3 separate regions of the Mus musculus genome follow, and all the other regions are linked to region 1. The links are chromatin contacts, called in public promoter capture Hi-C maps. All regions are on one chromosome and are shown on one strand. The core of a region is the stretch at or near the end of the contact, and the rest is flanking DNA. Distances in the headings are between cores, read along the strand shown. Region 1 holds the start of Schip1 (schwannomin interacting protein 1). Region 2 overlaps Iqschfp (Iqcj and Schip1 fusion protein). Region 3 holds the start of Mfsd1 (major facilitator superfamily domain containing 1).

Evidence for each region. Promoter capture Hi-C pulls out the DNA fragments that hold promoters and counts their contacts. Capture Hi-C pulls out chosen DNA fragments and counts their contacts.
Region 2: a promoter capture Hi-C map of hippocampal neurons shows a contact between it and region 1, with 7 times the contacts expected there. The contact joins the enhancer-like site here to the promoter of Schip1 in region 1. A contact is called at or near these places in 11 of 39 promoter capture datasets (the 3T3-L1 cell line, cranial neural crest, embryonic stem cells and 3 more), 3 of 484 Hi-C or Micro-C datasets (cortical neurons and embryonic cerebral cortex), 2 of 115 datasets of contacts at active chromatin or transcription factors (embryonic basal ganglia and kidney) and 2 of 9 other capture datasets (embryonic stem cells and pancreatic islet).
Region 3: a promoter capture Hi-C map of pancreatic islet shows a contact between it and region 1, with 3 times the contacts expected there. The contact joins the promoter of Mfsd1 here to the promoter of Schip1 in region 1. A contact is called at or near these places in 6 of 39 promoter capture datasets (the C10 cell line, cranial neural crest, embryonic stem cells and 3 more), 2 of 15 datasets of contacts at CTCF or cohesin (large pre-B cells and pro-B cells), 1 of 484 Hi-C or Micro-C datasets (epidermal suprabasal cells), 15 of 115 datasets of contacts at active chromatin or transcription factors (craniofacial prominence, embryonic basal ganglia, embryonic fibroblasts and 9 more) and 3 of 9 other capture datasets (adipose tissue, embryonic stem cells and pancreatic islet).

Annotation. Positions count from the first base shown.
Region 1 is chr3:68,063,503-68,066,202 of GRCm38.p6, forward strand. It overlaps Schip1 (schwannomin interacting protein 1), which reads left to right and starts at 1,300. Exons shown (of 8, transcript NM_001113421.1): 1 at 1,300-1,505. The coding sequence starts at 1,440. All of the region lies in intron 4 of Iqschfp (Iqcj and Schip1 fusion protein), which reads left to right.
Region 2 is chr3:68,402,775-68,405,474 of GRCm38.p6, forward strand. All of the region lies in intron 4 of Iqschfp (Iqcj and Schip1 fusion protein), which reads left to right. All of the region lies in intron 1 of Schip1 (schwannomin interacting protein 1), which reads left to right. Among named protein-coding and RNA genes, the nearest start is that of Gm22073, 140 kb to the right of the region's middle. Within about 2 kb of position 1,352, at least 15 of the 459 cell types and tissues checked have an H3K27ac peak or open chromatin away from gene starts, as enhancers often do. A contact at or near this core is called in cortical neurons and hippocampal neurons, where this site is marked.
Region 3 is chr3:67,581,468-67,584,224 of GRCm38.p6, forward strand. Mfsd1 (major facilitator superfamily domain containing 1) reads left to right here and starts at 1,301. Exons shown (of 16, transcript NM_025813.3): 1 at 1,301-1,510. The coding sequence starts at 1,351.

The DNA.
Region 1 (2,700 bases), core at 50-2,549:
CCTTTCACTTACCCTGTCATGCATGCTCCCCCTCTTATAACCTACTGAGTTCACGCATGGGGAAGTTTTGCCAATCATGACTGAAAAAAAAAATCTTTAATTAGGCTATGTGACTAACTAGAAATAAAAGAGAAGCATGCTGTATAGAATAAAACTGGACACTCTCATCCTAAGTTCCTTAAAACTGTACCTGTATGTTATCTTTTACAGTGGCTTATTTAGAATATATCGTTAACATTTTAACTATTTCTTCATTCTGTATTTAAAACATCTGTGAATAATTAAAGAAAGCTCCCTACCAACTTTTTGAAAATACAATTCAAATCTTTTCAGAAGTAGTAAGTTTTTGATGCTTTTGAAATGTTTTATCCCATTAAATAAAATAGTGTTAGGAGTTGAAGGGAGTTGCTTGAGCTTTTATTTCTCAGTCATGGTGATCTGATTTTTAGAAGATTACATTTTTTTTTAACGTGCTAAAAATTCTGAGTTGTTTTCGAAGTAGATTCCATGTCTGAAGAAATCATTCTCGTTTCTACGGCAGCTCCTGGGGAGCAGAGAAGGGGCTTCACACTCTTCATGAGTTGATCATAATGACACATCTCCTGAGGCACACCAGAAGCTCATCCCAGCTCACCCCGAGACGGCTTCGCGTGTGAGCTGGGAATCGACCTCTTTGAGGCATTCTGTTGATAGGGTTAACCGTATTGGTGGAAGACCAAGTTATTTGATGCAAATAGATTTTCAAGAAAATCATTATGCTAAATACTTAATAGAAGGATTTCATCTACATACGGCAGCAACTGTGACCTGCTTTCAAGATGACATCACTGGGTGTCATGTGGCTCTTTATACATTCCAGCCTCAGAAAGAGGTAACCTACGAGAAGCAGAAGAGTCTGCTGATATTTGCTGTGAGAATCTTCAGCAGACAGAAGCCGGGACGAGAGGGAGGCAGAGCTGCTTGCACAGTGTGTATCGTGGAATTCCACAATGGAGCCTTGTGGAGTTTTCAGCTTTATTTTCATATATTTTTTAAGTTAATGAAGATTAGGTGAATCAAGTGCTTCATATTAGAGGGGAATTGTTCTCTTCATAAAGATCAAGAGGTTCTCTCTTTGGACTTCTCTGTTCTCCAAGGAGCCTGGTCATCTTTGTATGTTTATTCCCCCTATTTGAACAACGCAGACAAAAACCAGGCAGTTTCTTCTCTTGGGAAACTTACATTTTTCCTTCAGTTTTGAAGATTTATGCTCCAAGATTTGCTTTAAGCTGCCGGGGTTGTTAACTAAAGGGGAGACATCACACCTCGCGGCATGCGCTGTAGAAACTCTCTAGGTAACTTTACCTGCTAACAAAGTGGCTCTCTATGGATTCCTTTCCAAGGCGGTTTCAGTGAACCGCTCTTCCTTCTCAAATGGACGAGGGTAGCTCTTCAGCACCATGGAGAGGTCTGAGCAGCGCGTAAGGGCCGCGTGGGACTGCGACCCAGGCAAGCAAGCTGACAGAGTAAGTTTTCCACATCCAGTCTTGTATACCATAGACATATGGGAACAGTAACCCCCAAGTCTAATAAAACAGACACTATAAAAGATAGGTTCTTCACTGCATTTTAAAGTTTAGAGACAACCAGGTAAATGTTATTTTAGAAAGAGCTAATATGCTCATTTAAAGAAAATATTGCATTCTATGATGTGAATGTCTGTACTTTGAATTTTGAGAATGTTGAAAGTTAAAACTCCAACACAAATTAACTACACTGAAAATATACAATCCAGATGTTTTGGAACTATCATTTTATAAACATACATAGATAGTTTCAAATGTGCAGTTTGTTGCTCTTTGTAATCAGAAGGGGCTGAAAGGGGGTTTCTGATTGGTCACTAACCTGAAGAGCAGTTAAACTCTTAGACCACAGATCATAATTTCCATTCCAAAAGAGCACTTAGCTGTCCTAATGTTCAGACACACAGGTGACAATTGTGACTTAAAGCGCTGGCATTTATTTGCATCAAATACATACAGCGGAACTGATGGAGGTTATAAGCAGCTTCTTAAAATAACATGATTAGATATGGGCTATTGAAATTGCTATCTTAGTATCACTAGATATATTTATTTAGTTTCAAAACTTCCAACTTAACTGTTTAAATTAAAAATTCAAAAACAACAAATTTATTGTCGTCCCCCCCCCAATCATTCTTTAGCCACCCTTACAAATCATCCGTACACCCCTGGAGAACTGTATATTACAACCTCACACAACCAAGGGAGAAGATCCTCTTAATTGCTGCCAATAACGACCCCAGCACATATTCTGTGTAGGAGAACATAGGGCCATTTAAAACATAATTAAAGAAAAAAATTTTTTCAGGCCAGTTAAATATAGTTTCAGACACATATGCTAAACCCTTTACTTTAAAGTATAACGACACTCTTTTAATGTTATTATGATATAAAACTCACTTCTCTTGATGGTTCTTATATTTGAAAACATCAAGCATAGATATTTCTTTCTATTATATATTAATTTCAGCTGAATTGCCATTCATCTTAACTCTTCAGTAACTTGCCATTTGATTTTTAGATAAATGGTACTTATTCTTGACAGTATGTGAAATGTATAATTTAAAAAGACATGACTTAATTTTGCACTAAGGTGCTATTGTTATATGTATTTTTGACAGCTTTGCTTAGTAGATAC
Region 2 (2,700 bases), core at 102-2,601, 340 kb after region 1:
CAATGGTTTCCCTGGAGAAACTTAAAGCACATGTGTAACACCCTTCAGCAGCACATGTGCTAAGGTCCAAATGTGCTCATTGTGAAGTAGCTGTTACCTTCATTAGCTCCATGACACACATAATAAAATCATGTGAGGTTCACAGATAAAGAAACTGAGGGTCATAGGGATTTATAAACCACTCAGCTACACAGCTGCACAATGACAGACATGGAACCTTAAGCCTGGTCCTCTGTTCCCAGGGCTACCTCTCCCCGACACCACCTCTTCCACAGACAGCATCATTTTTCAAGTGACATCTTGGAGCCCTTAGGGACACATGACTATGTCACTACTCTGTCACATTCATAGTAACTGGGTTAAGAGTTGTCTCTTCAGGACACACTCTCCTAAAACACACAGCAAAGAAATTAGTAGAAGGGTAACGGGTTTGCCTCGCATATCACACTTTCATTAGAAATCTATACACAGTAAGAGCCAAAAACGTTACGTCAATCATACGTTCCAATGGAATAAGTGTCAAAGCAACATTGAATCACTAGGAAAAAGACAAAAGTGACCACCTTCCAACAGAGACACAGACCAGTGACCCTTCCTCAAATGTCCAAGCTTCACCTGGAAGCCCAAATCAGCCACCAGAGCACATCTACGGCCCCATTTGCACACATGCCACAGCTACTGGTGTGTCCATTTCCTCTAGCCTTTATATAATTAGCCTACAGATATTATTAGATGGTGATAATGTCTGGGCACATCATACTCCGTTTATAGGCATGTAGCTAAGGCTGTTAGTCACGCTTCGTGTGACTACAACCAAATCTGTCACACAGTCTAAACTGACCAATAAATCTGTGTCAAGTGGAGAGAATAATTTCAGTGATAATAAAAGGCAACCAGTTTAGATTTTTATTTTATTGGCAGACATTTCCTGCTGCCTGAATGTCATTTCACTTGCTGGGAAGCAGTGGTAAGCACCCAGAAGCTCCTAGGCATAGGTGCAGCAGTGGGAATCAGAGCTATTAGCTTCCTGAAGACAAGCTAATTGTTAGGTCTGATGTTGAATTAATAAGTGCCATCCATAGGGAAGAGGCAACTGGATGGATCTGAGGGGCACTCAGTTGTGCAGTACATGAATGTGGTTGCTATGGTGATATGTTTGTTCTTCAGGAGACAGAAATTGGAACATAGGATGCTTGGAACCAAGGATGCCATTATCTGCATGAAGCCCTTTGCATTGGCTTACAGCTATGAAGCTTCTGAGGTCATAGTAAAGGCTGCTTTGGGTCCAGCATTGTTCTGGCAGAAGCAGAGGCTTATGGGCTAATGCCATGAAGTCTGGCAAATGTTTCAATAGCAGAGCCTGGCTCACTTCCTCCCACTAGAAAGGGCTGCGAACTGCCTGCCAATGCGAGGAGGAGGTGAGCAGGAGCTCAGAAAGGGATCTGCAGTTCCAGTCCCATCTAAGACACAGAACTAGCAGGGGCACTCGGCTCGATCACCTAGCCCATTCTATATCCATAATAGACAGGTCCCTATACTGTGGAGTCATTTCCAAATATGATGCTGAAGAGCAAGTTGAATGTTTGAGAAATATGAACATTGACACACACACCATCTCACACACACACATCATCATCATCATCATCACACACACAGATTCTACTGGCTATACAATCTTAAAATGCAAATCTCATATAGCATTATATACACATGCATGTGTGTATATTTACATATGTGTGCATTTACATATGTGTGCACACATGTGTGTGGAGAGATTCCTGTGCATGTGTGTGTGTGTGTGTGTGTGTGTGTGTGTGTGTGTGTGTGTGTGTGTGTGTAGTCTTGTGAATGTTCAGTTCTGAGGAATGGAGGAGGGACTGATGCTGTTTCAGGCTCCCACAATTCTACTGCAAAAAGCTCTGCCTCTCCTTGTCATCACCTACTTGCCTCTTATAAGCTGAGCTGTCCCCAGCTCTGTCCCCGACACTGTCCTCATCTGACTCCTTCCTTGGGAAACTTAGTCCAATCTTTAAGCTTTAACTCCACCCACCTCCAAATAGAGGTCTTTAGTGAAACTTTCTGCCCAATTCTGGATCTATACACCCAGCTTCTACTTGGGTGTCTACCTGATATCATAAAGACTGTTCTTCTTAAAGTCTTCCCATCTCACTGACTGAGCCAGTGTACTCTACAACTGCCAATGCTCTTAGCCATAACTGCTGAGCCATCTCTCCAGCCCCCATACTAAATAAGTTTCAACTAGATTTGGGATGTAAATTTTGTTTGATCAGACTTCAGGCATATTACTTTTTTATTTCCTTTTTGGTCTTTGTGGGTAGGTGGAAGCAGGTGGGTGGGTGATTGGGTGGGTATGTGCAGTCATGCATGGACCTGTGTGTATATGAATGTGGGATCAGAGGTTGACATCAGGTGTTTTCTTCCATAGCTCCCCCTCTTTATGTTTAGACAAGGCCTCTCGGTGAACCTGAAGATCGCTGATGGCGTAAATGGCTAACGAATGGGTTCCTGGCATCTGCCTGTCTCTGTCTCACAGTGCTGAGGCTTCAGACATGCTGAATGTCCCTAGTTGTTATGTGGATCCTGGGTACCAAAGCCACTCCTTAAGATTGAAGAGCCAGCACTTTTCTTACTGGGTCGTCTCGACAGCACCAGGCATGGTATTATCAATAAACTACCAAG
Region 3 (2,757 bases), core at 51-2,550, 480 kb before region 1:
CCTGCTTTCTCATAGAACCTCAGACTATCAACCCAAGGGTAGCTGGGCCCTCCCCAACAGTCATTAATTAAGAAAATGTCCTACAGCCTTGCCTACAGGTTCATTCCATGGAGGCATTTTCTCAACTGAGGCTCCCTCCTCTCAGATGACTTCAGCTTGTGTCAAGTTGACATAAAACTAGCCAGCACAAGACAGTAATCTATACTGTGGACAAAGCCAAGGAATGTAAACTGATGGTCTAGGCCCTTCATTGTAGTACAGCTGATGCTGAGTGAAAGATTAAGCCCAAGGTGGGGTATGACCACTGTGCTGGCAACTGCACAGTGTTAGTCAGGGGAATGCAAGGTAGACAGCAGGCTATGCATAAACATTCCAAACGGTATCTCTCTGACACAGTCCCTCTGCTTCCCCATCCCCCATATTTGGATCTCTTTGGAGGGCCCAAGCTAGGAGTCTAGAAAACACTCAAAAGTCCTCCTCCTTTTTCAAATCCCAGGTGCTATTGTTTAAGCAAGTCCTCATTTAGTCACTGGATCTCTCCTTGGTGCGATAGCTCCAGCTTTGAGCCTCTCACTTTCACTTCTGCGGCACGCTTTACAGCTATTTAGCACCTAGCCTTGCTACACTCAAAATTCTACTGCAAAGACTCGGCAAACCTAGAAATGTGGGGTAGAAGGCTGCGCTGCCAAATCAAACTTCTCAAAACAAACCTAGTGGTCTCTATACTCTGCTGGACATCTCTGAATGGCTCCTCATTTAGGATGTTCGTGTTTCTACTTTACTCGACTTTCCTCTTACTCCAAGATCAGTATAAACGTGTAATTATAAACGTATAAAACCCAGAGGAATTCAATAACTCTTTCAGCTGCAGTCACCATCCATCCACCCACATGATTAGTTTCTGTCCACCTAAGGAAATTCTCTCACCCATATTCAGAGGTGAGAGAATTTGTCCTCTTTTCTAGTACATAAGTGTCAGGTACATCATATGCTGTTCCGTCAGGTCAACTTAACAACTCTTCATGAAGAGTTGGCGAAGTGAGGGAGGGAGGACTGAGCTGGGTTCAGGTCAAGCCTTCCACCACGACTTCTGCACCACCACTTCCTACTGGTTTTAAATCAGATGTTAATGAGAACCCGGTCGCTCACTCCCACTCCCGACCGGATCTATACCCCATCGGCAGAACAGAAAGGCAGCACGGGAGCCCGGCCACCACGTGAGCAACCGTTCACGTGAGCACGGAGAGGCGTGGCCCGAGCAAGTCACGTGAACACACGTGATCACGTGAGTGCTGCCGCTGCCGCTGCCGCCCTGCCTTTGCTTCCTGCTCCGTTCCAGGCTGCAAGCTGATGGAGGACGAGGATGGGGAAGATCGGGCGCTGCTTGGGGGCCGCCGCGAGGCGGACAGCGCAGTCCATGGCGCCCCTCGCGCTCTGTCCGCGCTCTGCGACCCCAGCCGCCTGGCGCACCGGCTCGTGGTGCTGTCGCTCATGTGCTTCCTTGGCTTCGGTGAGCGGGGCTCGGCTGGGGCAGATGATAGAGGGATTCCAGGGTTCGCGCTGCTGCCTGGGCTCGGGAGCCCGCTTTTTCCAAGTGTCTGGAGCGAGGTGACGTTTGTTCCTCCAAGCCCCGGTGTTCAGCAGCTCCTCCCTGGGGACGCAGATGAGAAGGAAACTCAGATCTTTCTCCCGGAGAGCTGTGCTCCCGAGAGTTTCAGAACGTTGCTGGGGGAATTTCAGAGCGTGACTAAGTCCCTCTTCCTCCCTCCCCAGGCGACCCCTCCCATTCCCCAGTGCTTTCCTTTGTATTCTTTTAGAGCTCGGATCCGCTTTGGATAGTGTTCACTGCTAAGTACACCTTAGTAGGAGTCTTTTCTTACCTTTCCTCTGTGAGACAGCCTTGCAGGACCACACTTGTTAAGTTGGTTTCACTTATGAAATCTGATCTGGCGCAAAACACTTTCATTAGCTACTTTTAAAGACACCCTTCCCTCCCGTGTTACAGTTTTTAGTTTACATTGAAACTGTTCGGATTCGTAACAACTGGCTTGGCTTGAAAGAGTGTTTCAGGGGGATCAGATTCAGAAATACATGCACCTGGTTTATAAAAGATACTTTGGGCTTCGGTTTCTTTATTTTTGAGAAGATGGTACTCATTTGCTTTAAAACGTATTGAGCTGATAGTGGTGGCGCCCTTTAATCTCAGTACTGGAAGACAGGGACATGTCTGTGCGCTAGAGAGGCCAGCCAGGGCTACAAAGTGAGATCTTGTCTCAACCAACCAACCAACCAACCATGGTATTGAATTTCTTATAAGCAGTTAAATCCTGAAGGAGAAGTTTCTAGGTTTAGAATCAATAACCAGTAAGCATAGACAAAACACTTGAAGAAATTGTCCCTACTCAAGTTGACAGTTTATTTTTGGTAGGTAGATTGGGCTGAAAGTTTGGGTTTGAGAAACTAGAGCCGCCCTGTCGCTAGCTGCCTTCTCCACCTTTGGACCGCTAGCTTTGTGTATTTACAGAGTCAGCGGGGAAACAGGCAGTGTTACCTTGGGGCTTCTTCAAGCCTGTCAGCTTTCCCCGCTCCCAGGAGACATTGCCAGTTTTCATTTGATCCCTTAGACTGGCGCTTGTGTTGTTCTTGTTTCTAGCCCAGTTTTCACTCAGTTATTTGCTCCTGGGTATTTTTGTTTGTTTTTGTTTGTTTGTTTGCAGGATCAGGATCTATATCAAATACTGGTTTGGTTTGAATCTC